Linked DNA regions of Mus musculus: region 1 is linked to region 2. A link is a contact called in public HiChIP or PLAC-seq data. All regions are on one chromosome and are shown on one strand. The core of a region is the stretch at or near the end of the contact, and the rest is flanking DNA. Distances in the headings are between cores, read along the strand shown.

What was found. HiChIP or PLAC-seq counts read pairs in DNA pulled down with a chosen protein or histone mark.
Region 1: a contact with region 2 is called in an H3K4me3 HiChIP or PLAC-seq map of bone marrow-derived macrophages, with 3 times the contacts expected there. The contact joins the promoter of Pigl here to the enhancer-like site in region 2. A contact is called at or near these places in 12 of 39 promoter capture datasets (the 3T3-L1 cell line, the C10 cell line, the HPC-7 cell line and 8 more), 6 of 115 datasets of contacts at active chromatin or transcription factors (bone marrow-derived macrophages, embryonic brain, extraembryonic endoderm stem cells and 3 more) and 3 of 9 other capture datasets (adipose tissue, liver and macrophages).

The regions. Positions count from the first base shown.
Region 1 is chr11:62,455,301-62,462,685 of GRCm38.p6, reverse strand. Pigl (phosphatidylinositol glycan anchor biosynthesis, class L) reads right to left here and starts at 4,245. Exons shown (of 7, transcript NM_001039536.4): 1 at 3,992-4,245. The coding sequence starts at 4,226. It also overlaps a transcript of Ncor1 not described here.
Region 2 is chr11:61,910,731-61,917,631 of GRCm38.p6, reverse strand. It overlaps Akap10 (A kinase (PRKA) anchor protein 10), which reads left to right. Exons shown (of 15, transcript NM_019921.3): 3 at 1,366-1,548; 4 at 2,051-2,608. Among named protein-coding and RNA genes, the nearest start is that of Akap10, 16 kb to the left of the region's middle. Within about 2 kb of position 2,056, at least 10 of the 459 cell types and tissues checked have an H3K27ac peak or open chromatin away from gene starts, as enhancers often do. A contact at or near this core is called in bone marrow-derived macrophages, where this site is marked.

The sequences.
Region 1 (7,385 bases), core at 2,996-5,495, 540 kb before region 2:
ATGGAGATGGGCTAGAGAGATGGCTCAATGGTTAAGAGCACTGACTGCTCTTCCAGAGGTCCTGAGTTCAATTCCCAGCAACCACATGGTGGCTCACAACCATCTGTAATGGAATCTGATGCCCTTTTCTGGTGTGTCTGAAGACAGCTACAGTGTACTTACATATAATACATAAATAAATCTTCACACACACACACACACACACACACACACACACACACGAGTCAGAGTATAGGATCCCAAATGAGTTAGTGGCACAATTTAGAGGGAAAATGTTGCCTTTCATGATTCCAGTCTCCCCGGACCCCTCCCTTTGGTTTTACAAGACAGGGTTTCTCTGTGTATCTCTCCTTGTCCTGGAACTCTCTATGTAAAGCAGGCTGGCCTCGAACTCAGAAATTGGCCTGCCTCTGCCTCCCAAGTGCTGGGATTAAAGGCATGTGTCACCATGCCCGGCTACACTATTTATTTATTTATTTATTTTTCAAGACAGGGTTTCTCTGTATAGCTCTGGCTGTCCTGGAACTCACTTTGTAGACTAGGCTGGCCTCGAACTCAGAAATCCGCCTGCCTCTGCCTCCCGAGTGCTAGGATTAAAGGCATGCGCCACCACACCCGGCCACTTTTTAAGATTTAATTTTATTTTCATTTATGTCTAATGTGTGTCATGGGGTGGTATGTACATGTGAGCTCAGGTGCATGGAGAAACCAGGAGGGTGCTGAATCCGACACAGGCAGTTAAAAGCCTCTTCAAGTTTGTGCTGGGAACCAAACTTAAGTCCTCTATAAGAGTAGCAAGCCCCTTTCACTGCTGAGGCACTTCTTTTTGGGGCCAGGTAGATGGCTCAGTGGGTAAAGGCACTTGCTGCCAAGCTTGATGGCCTGGGTTCAACCCCAGTGACTGTTAAGAGTGGAAGGAGACAACCAACTCCTGTAAGCTGACTTCTACCATGTATGGTTCATGGCATGCAGGCTCTTCTCCCACAAATGAATGTAACAGATGAAAACAACAGTTTGATGAACTAATGTTTCTTAAAACGTATTTAGATATTTCATCAACTGACACGGCACGGGAAGCAACTGGGCAGTCTGGGTGTGATGGTTTAGTGCAACTAGGAGCCACAGGGTCTTAGCTCTTTCTTGTTAAACTCTTAATGATTCAGTGTCTATTTGGGAAATGAAACTAGTATCATCTCATTGGATGGCTGAGGAAAACCGAGTCACTACCTCCAGAACAATCCCCCCCCCTTTTTTTTGCTTCTCCCTTCCCCTTGAACTGAGGATGTAGTTGGGATAAACTATTTGAACAAGACTTAACTGCCTAGAAAGTTTATTATCCCTCCTCCATATATATGCTTCTTTTTTGAAGCCCAGATCAAAAGAAAACCTATTTGGAGCCTTCTTTAAGGAAAACTTTTTTTTTTAATATTTTTTTTATTACGTATTTTCCTCAATTATATTTCCAATGCTATCCCAAAAGTCCCCCATACCCTCCCCCCCACTCCCCTACCCACCCATTCCCACTTTTTGGCCCTGGTGTTCCCCTGTACTGGGGCATATAAAGTTTGCATGTCCAATGGGCCTGGAAAACTTCTGAAAAGAGAATCGGTACTCTTCTCTACTGCCTGCCCACTGCACTCTCTCCATTATACTGCTACAGTTTTCTCTATACTATGCTCTATGTTTGTTTTTGTTGTGAGCCTAGCCTTTAATGGCTGAGCCATCTCTCCAGCCTTTACTACGGTATATTAAACATTACTATATTCTTGCTTTTTACTACAACAGCGACCAATTAAAAATGGCAAGTTGGATTCAGAGGAAATAAAGACAACAGTAGGGGTACTAACTGCTAAGTGAATGTTTATATCTTTTATTAGATAAAGATTTTGGGAGGCTGGGTGTCCGGCATGTTTGAGACCTTTGACTCAAACCTAAGAACTGAAAAAGGACAAATTGATTTCTTGATCCAAATTTTTTTTTTTCTTTCCCGAGACAGGGCTTCTGGAACTCACTCTGTAGATCAGGCTGGCCTCGAACTCAGAAATCCGCCTGCCTCTGCCTCCTGAGTGCTGGGATTAAAGGCGTGTGCCACCACCACCTGGCTTGACCCAAAAATTTTAAGTTCTATTAAAAATAATCTAGAAAATATTAGAGGACATACTGAACCCAGACTATCTTGCAAACAAATACAGCTATGATGCAAATCTTGAAACATATTTGTGAATAATTCAATTCTAATAATTATAAAACATAAAACAAGGGGGCAAGAGAGATGGCTGAGGTTTAGAGTAATCTATGCTCTTCCTGGAGACCCAGAATTCAGGTTCCTGTACTGACCTCCCCTCCCCCCAAGACAGGGTTTCTCTGTGTACCCTGGGCAGTCCTGGAACCCCCTCTGTAGACCAGGCTGGCCTCGAACTCAGAGATCTGCCTGCCTCTGGAACACTGGGACTAAAGGCATTTGCCACCCCTGCCCAGCAAGTTCCCAGCATTCTTATTGTAGTTCACAACTGGCTATGACTCCTGTTCCAGGGAATCCAACACCCTCTTTTAGTCTTTGTGCACACCATGCATTCATGTGCTACACATACATGCATACAAGCAAAGCACTAATACATAAAATGTAAATTAAAAAAAGAAAAGAAAAGAAGGTACTCTTTCCTTGTTTGGAGCCTCTCCACTCTCAGGAGTTTTTTTTTTTTTTTTCTTTAATAAATCTACATTAATTCTGTTTAAAAACCAGAAATAATTCTCCCAAATTCAGCCAATTTTATAAATCAATCCTGATGATTTCTGTTTAAGATCAGTTATTAAAAAAAGAAAGCCGGGCGTGGTGGCGAACACCTTTAATCTCAGCACTCAGGAGGCAGAGGCAGGCGGATTTCTGTGTTCGAGGCCAGCCTGGTCTACAAAGCCAGTTCCAGGACAGCCAGGGCTATACACAGAGAGAAACCCTGTCTCGAAAAACCAAACCAAACCAAACCAAACCAAACCAAACCAACCAAACACCCGAAGAAGCTGGGCAGTGGTGGCGCATGCCTTTAATCCCAGCACTTGTGAGGCAGAGGCAGGGAGATTTCTGAGTTCTCGGCCAGCCTGGTCTACAGAGTGAGTTCTAGGACAGCCAGGGCTATACAGAGAAACCCTGTTTAGAAAAACAAAAAAACAAAACAACAACAACAAAAACACCCCTGGCCCCCCAAAAGAGAACAACACAACAACCACATGGGAAAAAAGGTCCTGAGCAATTTTGAAAATCAGCTTTATTGAGGTATACTTTGCTATAAAATTCACCCACTGTATGTATACACTTCACATTGTCCAGTCATCACCATATTTAGGGTATCCTGGTTTTCTCGTTTGTTTTTGTCTGTATCATTATTCAAGTCTCATTTTTGAAGAATTCTTTTAATAATAGCTGGGTACAGATGAACTCTAAAATTATCTATAAATGTATTTCTATTTGTCTGAAGTTAAACAAAAAATCTCCCAATTTGACACATGAATCTTTGTAGCAGAAAATGGGTTTCAAAGCAGCAGGAAGGTCTTTTGCTATTATTAGGAAAGAAAGTTGGTGGGCTGAGCAGACACCATACAGCTCAAATTGTCTGGTGCATGATTTTATTTGATCCTTTTGCAAATAGACGGTTCCTCAGGATAACAGGTCAGGCACAGCGGCTCACGCCTGGGATGCTAGATTACAGTGAGACTGTCTTTATAAAAAACCCAAAACATCCAGTACAGTCGCAGTTCCCAAAGGAACATGAAGGTACTGAACGGAACCAATGATGAACAACCACTTTTCTGCTCCTCGATTTGGCTAGGATGGAATTCGCTCGGGGTTCCCTAACCTATCTGGGAAGTCGGCTGTTTCTGTCCCCAGACTGACCAGCACAGAGAAAGTAGCTACCTACGACAGAAAACCTTTCCGGAAGAAGTTAACTAAGATCGGTTAGTTCCCTAACCCAGCGACCCTCCTACAGTCTCCTACCTGAGGAGAAGCAGAGCAGGGACACCTGCTGCTCCAGGCGTGCCAAGCCTAGCATGGTGGGAGCAAAGAACATGGCTTCATCGTCCGGGTGCGCGATCACTACAAGGGCCCGGCTTCCGGCTCCCGGCAGGCCCGCCTGCTCCGGAGACCTCATTCGTTCCGCTGAGTTCCAAACCCGGAGGAAGCCCCAAGTCAGGACAGCCACGGCCACACACAAGAAACCCACCAATTCCATGCCGGGTAAGTGGCACTGCGCCTGCGCAGGAAGGCAGGCTGCGGGTGGACTCGGGTTCCCTGCGGGAAAACGGAACCGGCTGAAACTGCGTTCCGTGGGTCAGAGTGCGGCGGCGGCTGGAGACCAAGATTCGTGGTCTAGCGTGGAAACTTCCACCCATACTGCCCCGTCTCCTCGGTGGCGGAATCCTCTATCTGCTCCAGTTTCAGAGCTCAGCCGCACTTTGCGGTCTTAAGTGTCTTTCTTACCGTTCAGTGTGCTTAAAAGGAAGGAAGCATTTTTAGAGTTATTTTGAGATCGCGTCTCTCTCTGCGTGTTCCCCTAAACTCACTATATGCAGACCATGCGAGTTTGCAATGATTCCCATTCCTTTGCCTCCTGAGCTGGGATTTCAGGCGTGTCAGCACGCCGGCCAAAAGGGAAGCATTCTAAAACAAACGTCAGCATTCTCCTTTCAACTCGTTTTATGACTTCAAACTTTGTATAAAACAGCCCGTTATCCGGAATAAAAGTTTTTCCGAAGCGGGTCACCGTTTGTTCTTTCTCAGATGGCGGCTTTGCAAGAGGAAAAAGTAAGCGGCTAAGAGGAAATGTCATTTCACTCGAAGGGTGAGGTCGGCAGGCCCCTTAAGTTTTCTTAAGAGGCAGAGATTAAGGAGCCACGCCGTGGAGGAGGCCTCGCCCGCCATGCCGAGGAACACTCGGTGTGAAATTAACGTGCGTCCCAGCCACGTGGGCTGAGGTTTCTCTTTGGCGGCGAGGGGACGGGGTAGCCGCTTTGGCGGCGCGCAGGGGTCGCAAGGCTAACCTCGCGCCGGGCTCCCGGTCCTTTCCCACGCCTGAGGGGAAGGCCCCGGGCGCGCGGGAGTGGCAGGCTCGCGGGGACGCTCCAGGCCGAGGACGCGATGGCTGCCACGGCGGCGGCGGGTCGGGCCGGAGGCAGCGCTGCCGGGGCGGGCATGAGTGCGAGGGACAACTTGAAAAGAACCGGCGCGGCGTCCGCGACCCAGGAAGCGAGGCCGAGGTAAGAGCCGCACTCCGTTCTCCCGGGGAGGGAGTCGTCTCCCCAACCCTCCGGAAGGAGGAGGAGCCCAAGTCTGAGCCGCCTCAGCGCGGCCGCCCGGCCTGAGGGGGAGGGAGTGGGGTTGAGGCAAGATGGCGGCTAAGGTGGCGAAGCTGCGGCGGCGGCGGCTGGAGTGAGCGCCCAGCTCGCCGCGCTGCCGAGCGAGGGCCGGGCGGAGGGCCGCGCGCCGGGGCCGCGCCCCGGTCGTCCGGCCGTGGGGCGCGCCGGCTCTCACTCCGCCAGCTCCCGGTGAGTAGGCTCGGCGCCTGCAGCCCCGGCCTCCGGGCCCTGCTCGCCCGGGAGCTTCCTCGGGCTCCCAGGGCGCCAGCTTCGGATCAGCCAGGCCAGGGGCGTCGCGGAGGACGCAGGGTTAGGGCCCGTCCAAACCGCAGGTCTTTTCCTCTCCCTCCCCCAGGGGCGAGTCGGGTGCGGTGGGGAGTTCAGGCTAGACGAGTGGAGGCTCCTGGAGTTTGGAGGAAGAATGGCCTTAGGCGGGCGGACATCAGCCCGAGGTATCTGTCCATTTGGGAAGGGGCGTGCGGTGCCACCGCGGGATCAGCGAAGGGGATGCGAGGATGGAGGGCCTCGGGTGGGGCCGGCGCAGGTGACCGTCCTAGGCCCACTCTGAGGGAGAGTTGGTGGCTGTTTGACTAGTATGGAAGGGGTTAAGGAGGGTGACAGCGATGGACAAGTGTGAAGAGCAAACTAGTTCACCTTTCTAACTGGCCCACTTGAGGTATAATGGCGAAGGGTTGGTAGTGGTGCAGCTGCGAAGAGCAGCACCCTCTGCCTTCTGCCGTTTGTTATTGGTGTTTTCTTGTGCCAAGTGGGAGATTGCACCCCCCCCTTTTTTTTTTTTTTTTTTTTTTTGGGAGACAACGACGACCGGAATTTGAGAAAGTACTTGAGAAAGCAACCTTAACGGAAAGGATACTGCGTTCTTAGAATTAGTGTGGACCAAGAATAGTCATGCAAAGAAGTGGATGGTAATAAGTGATGTTTGTGGAAAGTATTTTTGCCTAAGAAATGCCAGGTTGTATCTGCCACAGTGCCTGTTCAACATTGAAGAGTAGCGTTATGGGTAATTTTAATCTTTGAGTCTAGTATATTCACCTGCACCAGATTTGCTTGCTATCCTAATTATATCCTGTTGTATTGAAATGTACATTCCTTGTGTGCACCCTGGTGAGAGAATTGGTGGGAGCCTAAACATGGCTGTATACAAAGAGCAACAGGCCTGGGATGTAAAACTGCCCTACACACAGTCATTCATATGTTCAGGGTATCTTGATTAATACTTGATGATGATTCTCATTCACAAGGATAGTATCTGGTGGATAAATGAAGAGCTGATGTTTTAAATTAATTAATTTTGTTTGCTTGAGACCATTTACGCCTATAGCACTTGCTGGCCTGGAACTCCCTTTGTCACTGCCTATGTGGTAATGCTTGTACCTGCCATACTTTATTTAATTTTTAATAGTTTGGGGAGATGTTTTAATATTTCTCCATGTCCCCCATTTAATATATTAAAATTTAACATACATTTACTGGATGAGACAGTTCATATTTGTCTGGGCTCAAGCTCTGACTTACTTAGATATGTGTAAAAGTTACAGAAGAAATAAAGCTAAGTAACTAGATAAAAATCTTACATTCTCATTCTATTACAGCCCAGAGGTTGAATCAGCTTTAATTTCAGCAGTCCAGAGGCAGAGGCAGGTAGATCTTTGTGATTTCAAGGCCAGGCTGATCTACTGAGTGAGTTCTAGAACAGCCAGGGCTAGACAGAGAAACTTTGTTGTGTCAAAAACCAAAAGAAAAAAAAAAAAAGAAAAAAGAAAAGAAAACTCCAGTGGTTGTTTAGTTTATTTTAATATTTATAGCTTCCAGTTGCTTTGTCTTAAGTGCACCTGTTAATGAAAATCAAACCGTATGTGTGTTCTAATATCTAGAAAGTGATTACTTGCCATACCAAAACACTTCTTATCTTTTAGCAAAAGCTTACTGTATGTTGTAATACTCCTCCTGGGAAACTGTAATACTATGAATTGTAATTCTCTCTGCAATTAACTGGCATTTAGAACATGTTAAAC
Region 2 (6,901 bases), core at 807-3,306:
CTTCCTTCAATTTAACATGAAACAAAAGCAAAGATAACTTAGTTTTAAGTTAGGGGATTAAAGGCATGGATGGAACACTATGCCCTACCTAAGAGTATTTATTTTTTTTGAACTTTAGTCATCAGTGTCTTATATTAGGTGGAGAAACTTCGTTGCTCAATTAAGGAAGAAAAGTATCGTGGTAAACGTTTTTCTACATTTTTTTTCTCACAATAACTTTATTCTAAATTTCAGTTTAAGAAGTTGAAAAGGTCCATATTTCAGAATGCTTTCTAAATTTTTATACTTCACTCTGAGGAGACAGGCTCTGCCTTGTTGCCCAGACTAACCTGGAACCTGACTTGGCTCCCTGGCTCCCTGCTGGGATTGCAGTTGTATAGCACCAAACTCAGATTGACTTTGGTTCTTTTAATCAAAATTTTCAGATCTTTCTAAATTGTATTTTGGAGTAGTATTTTAAGAGTTCTAAATAGGGCTGGAGAGATGGCTCAGCGGTTAAGAGCACTGACTGCTCTTCTGAAGGTCCTGAGTTCAAATCCCAGCAACCACATGGTGGCTCACAACCATCTGTAATGAGATCTAACGCCCTCTTCTGGGGTGTCAGAAGGCAACTACAGTGTACTTATATATAATAATAAATAAATATTTTTTAAAAAGTTCTAAATAATAGAGTATCTTCCATTGTGCTGAGGCTTGATATCTTCTAACTATTATTATTTAGAGACAGGGGCTGTGAAGCTCTGGCAGTCATGGAATGTCGCCTGCCTCTGTCTCCCACTTGCTGGGATTAAAGGCATGTGTCAAATGACCTGACTTATTTTATTTATTTAATGTGTATGGGTGTTCAGCCTGCTTGTATGTCTGTGTGTAACGTGTGTGTCTGTGCATCATGTGTGTGTGTCTATTCGCCACAGAGGCCAGAAAAGGGCACCAGACTACTGGAGCTGGAGTTGCAGGTGTGTGCAAGTTTTCATGTGCGTGCTGGGCTTGAGCCCCCCGGGGGTTTTAGAAGAGCAGCCACTAAGCTATCTCTGTAGCACTTTAACTATTTTTTGAATATTGCTTGTGTTAAAATTTTTAATTTTTAAAGTTTTCTTAAAGCCTGCCCATAAGTTTTAAGTAATCAAATAGTGTATAACTTGGGCTTGAGAGATGGCTCAGTGGTTAAGAGCACTGACTGCTCTTCCAAGGTCCTGAGTTCAAGTCCCAGCAACCACATGGTGGCTCACAACCATCTGTAATGAGATCTCATGCCCTCTTCTGGTGTGTCTGAAGACAGCTACAGTGTATTTATAATAAATAAATAAATAAAATCTTTTAAAAAATTGTGTATAACTTTAAATATTTTTTTTTCAAAATGTATAGCTTCAGTAGCCGTACATTCCCCACAAAAAAGCACTAAAAATCATGCCTTGCTGGAGGCTGCAGGACCAAGTCATGTTGCGATCAATGCCATTTCTGCCAACATGGACTCCTTTTCAAGTAGCAGGACAGCAACGCTTAAGAAACAGCCAAGCCACATGGAGGCTGCTCATTTTGGAGACCTAGGTAAGTGACTGCCACTTCTGGGTATCTCCTGATCAGTGTGAGATTCTACCATAGGATACTGAACTGTGTGATTGAGGAGACTTTGAAAAGATACATTAAATTTTAAAAAACCCCAAAACACTGCAAGTGTAATGAAATAGTAGTCATGTAAATACAAGGCTAGTCCAGTGGAATAGTGAGCAGTGTACTGGAGAGATGCATTTGACACTTAATAAGATTGCACACAAACACACACAAAGATAACTCAGTAGTACTCAAGGAGATACAAAGCAAAATAGCAAGTTAGAATATTAAAATATATTCAGCGTTTGCTAATTTGAACATCAAGTTGGGCAGAGGGAAATGGCCAGTCCTCGTTGTAAATGGTGTGAATGAGTGAAGCCTGTTGTGGACAGCAGTCAGTTTAGAAGTTCTGTCTGATTCTATGTTAGAAATGCTGGTAGACTGTGTGTAGATAGAACATTATTACCAAATGTCTGACTCATTTCCTTCTGTTGTTTAGGCAGATCCTGTCTGGACTATCAGACTCAAGAGACCAAATCCAGTCTTTCAAAGACCCTTGAACAAGTCTTGCGTGACACTGTTGTCCTTCCATATTTCCTTCAGTTTATGGAACTTCGGAGAATGGAGCACCTGGTGAAATTTTGGTTAGAGGCTGAAAGTTTTCACTCTACAACGTGGTCCCGAATAAGAGCACACAGTCTAAACACAGTGAAACAGAGTTCACTGGCTGAGCCTGTCTCTCCATCTAAAAGACATGAGACTCCAGCATCTTCTGTAACTGAGGCTCTTGACAGGAGGTTGGGGGATTCTAGCTCAGCCCCACTGCTTGTGACTCAATCAGAAGGAACTGACCTGAGTAGTAGAACTCAGAACCCTCAGAACCACTTGCTGCTTTCCCAGGAAGGCCACAGTGCCCGTTCTCTCCATCGTGAGGTGGCCAGAACAGGAAGTCATCAGATTCCCACCGACTCCCAGGACTCCTCCTCCAGACTTGCAGTAGGCAGTAGAAACAGTTGCTCTTCTCCACTGAGAGAACTGTCAGAAAAACTAATGAAAAGTAAGTGATGTCTCCCAACGCTGTCAGGACCGTAGGTGGTCCCCCTGGTTTACACATCTAGGAGGATTTGAGGGTTGAGTGAGTCAGGGTGTGAAAAGGGAGCAGGAAGGAGAGCTTGGGTGTCGTTGTTGCAGTGTGTAACCAGCTGACCAGAGCGGCAGGGCAGTCAGTGTGCTGCTTTTTTGTACGTTTGGAAGGGAAGCTGTTGACCAAGGGGAGTCTCCAGGTCTCGGTCCTCGGAACTGTCTAACTGCACCTCGTAGGTTAATTTGTTTTTCATTTTATTTTTTTAGATTGCCATTAGATATCATTTATTGAGTTCTGTACTAAGTATATATTTGGATTTCATTTGTCATGACAGCTGCATTAAACAAGTATTAATATTCTGTTTACCTTTGAGAAAACTGGTTTAGAAAGTTGCTTCTTTAGGTTGTCTAGTGAGTGAGGAGCTAGAATTAAACACAGGCATTTTGAAAACAGCACATCTTTCTTTCCTATTTTGTTAGTTCAGAAATTGTACCACACTCTAATTTTTGTAATTATTGCTCTGTTCTAGTTCTTAAAGGCTTTGCTTGCTTCAAATGCTTATAGCTTATGGAATCTCTAAAGATAGGTCTGGTTTGCTAATGAATCAATTTCAGTTTGTCATTTCATCTTGGAAAGTTCCTAAGTTTTTGTAAGATTTTATTTTACTCTGTGTGTAAATGTGTGATTGTGGGCATACGAGTGCCATTGTGCGTGCAGAAGTCAGAAGAGAGTCTTCAGGCTTCCTCTCCTTCCACAGTAGGCTCCGGGAATCAGGCTTGTGGTTCAAGCATTTTGATATTGCTGTCCCCTGAATTCTTTCTTGGAATGTCTTTTTTTCTTTCTTTCTTTCTTTTCCCTTGTAGTTTCTTGTTTCTCACTCCATAAAAGATACTATCTTTATTTTCTTAAATCTATTAAACATAGCTGTCTGATATTCCCATCTATAGTTCTAGTGTTTCTGATTCATTGTAATCTTGAGATTCAGAAACTCGGTGTGGAATATGTTTTGCTATATACGTGTGTGAATTACAGATAGTTGTGAGCCTCCTGTGGGTGCTGGAATTGAACCAGGTCCTGGAAAAGCAGCCAGGACTCCTAACTACTTATCTGTCTTTCTAGCCCTAAGACCTCAGACTTTTTGTTTGGTTGGCTTAGGGTTTTTGAGACAGGTTATCTCTGTCATCTTGTCTGTCTTGGAACTCCTCTGTGAACCAAGCTGGTCTCAAACTCAGATCTGCTTGCCTCTGCTTCCTGAGTGCTGGAATTTAAAGGTGTATACCACCACTGCCCAGCAAGACCTCAGGCGTTCTTGGGTTTTGTCTTTGTTCATAAGAGCAATTTAATTTAGTTGTTTAATATTTAAAATATTTAATAATTTAAATTAAATTTAAAATAATTTAATTATTTAAAATATAGAAAAAAATTGGTTACTTCATTTGGTAAATTCAATCTTTCAGAAAGTTATTGTGGCACGTTTATTCCTGAGTATCTACTACACACTTCATTTTCAAGATGTAGTCATAAATGAAGTAGCCACAGGCTAACCACTCGGGGAAGTTCTTATCCAATTTATAAAATATCTGGCTGGGCATGGTAGCACACGCCTTTAATCCCAGCACTCGGGAGGCAGAGGCAGGTGGATTTCTGAGTTCGAGGCCAGCCTGGTCTTCAGAGTGAGTTCCAGGACAGCCAGGGCTACACAGAGAAACCCTGTCTCGAAAAACCAAGAAAAAAAAAACTATCTGAAGAATTTTTTTATTAAGCTTTCATCTTTTATATTTTAATTAATTTTAAATTGCTTTATATGCCCTGAAGTAATTTTAAGTCTTTGTTCTTAAAATTTAGTGATCTGAAATCTATCACTTTTTAAAAAAATTTTTTTAATTTATTTTACTTTTACAATTTTTTTTTATTTTATATGTACGAATGTTTTGCCTTCATACATGTATGTGCAGCACATGTGTGCCTGCTGGATCTCCCAGTGGGAGGTTATGGATGATTGTGAGCTACTAGAAGGTACTGAGGATTGAAGGCAGGCTCTCAACCATACAGTACAAGTGCTCTTAACTACCCAGGCACTTCTCTAGTTCCTGAGCTATGTCATTTTCAGAAACAAACAACAACAAAACCCTTATATCTTAGTTAAAAGAAATTGTAAAGTTCTAGGTATTTTTATTTGTATGGTTTCATGGAGTCACTATTTGAGTTTTGTTGTGGTTGGTTGAAGATCAGTTTTGAGGTGAAAAACAAGATCTTAAGGATTCAGATATTTTATTTTATTGTTTTTGGGAGAGGGTGTTTTGCCTCAAGTATGCCTATGAATCACTGTGTGCAGTGCCATCAGAGGCCAGAGGCTCTCCTGGAAGTGGAAGTTGCAGCCAGTTGCGAGTTGCCATGTGGGTTCTGGGAATCAAACCTGGGTTCTTGGGAAAGTAATCCCCTGGAGTATTTTAAAAGCTGTTTGTTAAAACGCGAAATCGAGTGACTTAGTGCTTAAAGATCTCCCTGATTCCTGAAAGTAAGTTCTCTTTTCCAGTTTCTGGCATATCACGGACCCTAATAGGTACATCTTTTAAAAACAGTACAGGCTATTTTAAGGAATTTTCCTATTCCTTTTCTTTTTAAAGTCACATCACATTCATTCATTTGTGTTTGTGTATATGTAAAGATGTTCGCATACCGGGAAGATCAGAGAACAATTGCCACTGTATGGTCCCTGCTGAGCCATCTTACAGGCTCCATTTACTTACTTATTTATTTATTTTTGTTTTATGTTTGTTTTGAGTTATGAATCTTTGATGAAGATTGAAAGATACATCAATTTATGGATATATCAATAAGTCATTAGAACTCAGTTACTGTATCCATGTAGTAGCAGAATCATAGTAAGCTTACTGTAGGGCCTATACATGTCTAGCCATAGGTTCTTGGCCTAATAATGGTGCCAGGTATGGGTTTCATATTGTAGACTGGGCCTTAAATCCAATCTGAGAGTGATTGGTTACACCAGCATTGGCCTGACACTAGTACACCAGTGGGCATGTATTGCTAAGCCATTCGTTACTGCAGCTCATGGGGTTCATAGCTAGATGAGATTGGTGATTACTTTTCTCCTCAGTAGTGTGCATAGTCCCTCCCATCACTTGTAAAAGGTTAGTCAGTGGGGATGAAGTTTCAAGTTGGTATTAGTTTGGTATCTACATGTTCTATGACTTGAATATATGGTGTCTTCAGGAATAGCATCTTATTGTCAAATTTTGAAGGTAACCAAGAGCTTAATGAAGGCAATAACCTTTGATGTTTGGGGGAGTCTGTGGGACCTAACTTGCCAACAACTCCAAAAGAAATAGCTAATTCCTGGCACTGGGCTTTTTGTTAGTCTGTGGTGTTGTCTTGTAGGGACATTGTTACCTCATTAGAGTAGCTCAATTTTAATTCTTAATGTGTATATTTTTAGGAAGCTTCTATGGTAGTAGTTTTCCATGTTATTTTTTCAAAAGGTCTTTGGTGGAACATATCCTTCACTATTTCCTTTTCTGCCCTACCCTCTCTATCTCACACCAATTTAACTCTTCCTGTTACCATTATTCCTTTTTAATCCCTTATAACAGTGTGCTCTTTCTTACCCCTCCCCCATGACTCCGAAGTGTCAGAGCTAACGACCACAAATGAGAGAAAGTATGCATGTGCTCTTTGTCTTTCTTGGTCTGGTTTACCTCATGGAGAATGTTCATTTCCTCCTCCATCCATTTACTTGCAAAATTCACTTTTCTTAATAGCCGAATAACATTCCCTTATGTAGATGCCCCACATTTTCATTGTTTGTTCAGCAGTTAGTGGACATGTAGGATGTTTCTTGCAGGTCTATAAAACATTCCACCCATAGAGTATGTGTTCTTCCAAGCAGCCCGTGGAGCTTTCTCAAAAATAGATCATATAGTAGGACACAGAGCAGGTGTCAACAAATATAAGAAAATTGAAATCACATCCTAATTCACCATGGAATAAGCCGAATATCAGCAATAGAAATGATAGGAAGTACACTGAATCAAAGTAGAATGAAAGGAGAAACTAAGAAGAAAGTCTTTAAATTCCTACAATTGAACTTCTGAAAATAAAAACACAGCATACCAACATCTAGGAGGCACAGTGAAGTCAGTGCTAAGAGGAAGGCTCAGAGCACCATGTACCTATGGAAAAAAAATTGGGACATACTATCACTTTAATGGTGCATGGGAAGGCCTTAGAAAAACAAGAGCCATCAAT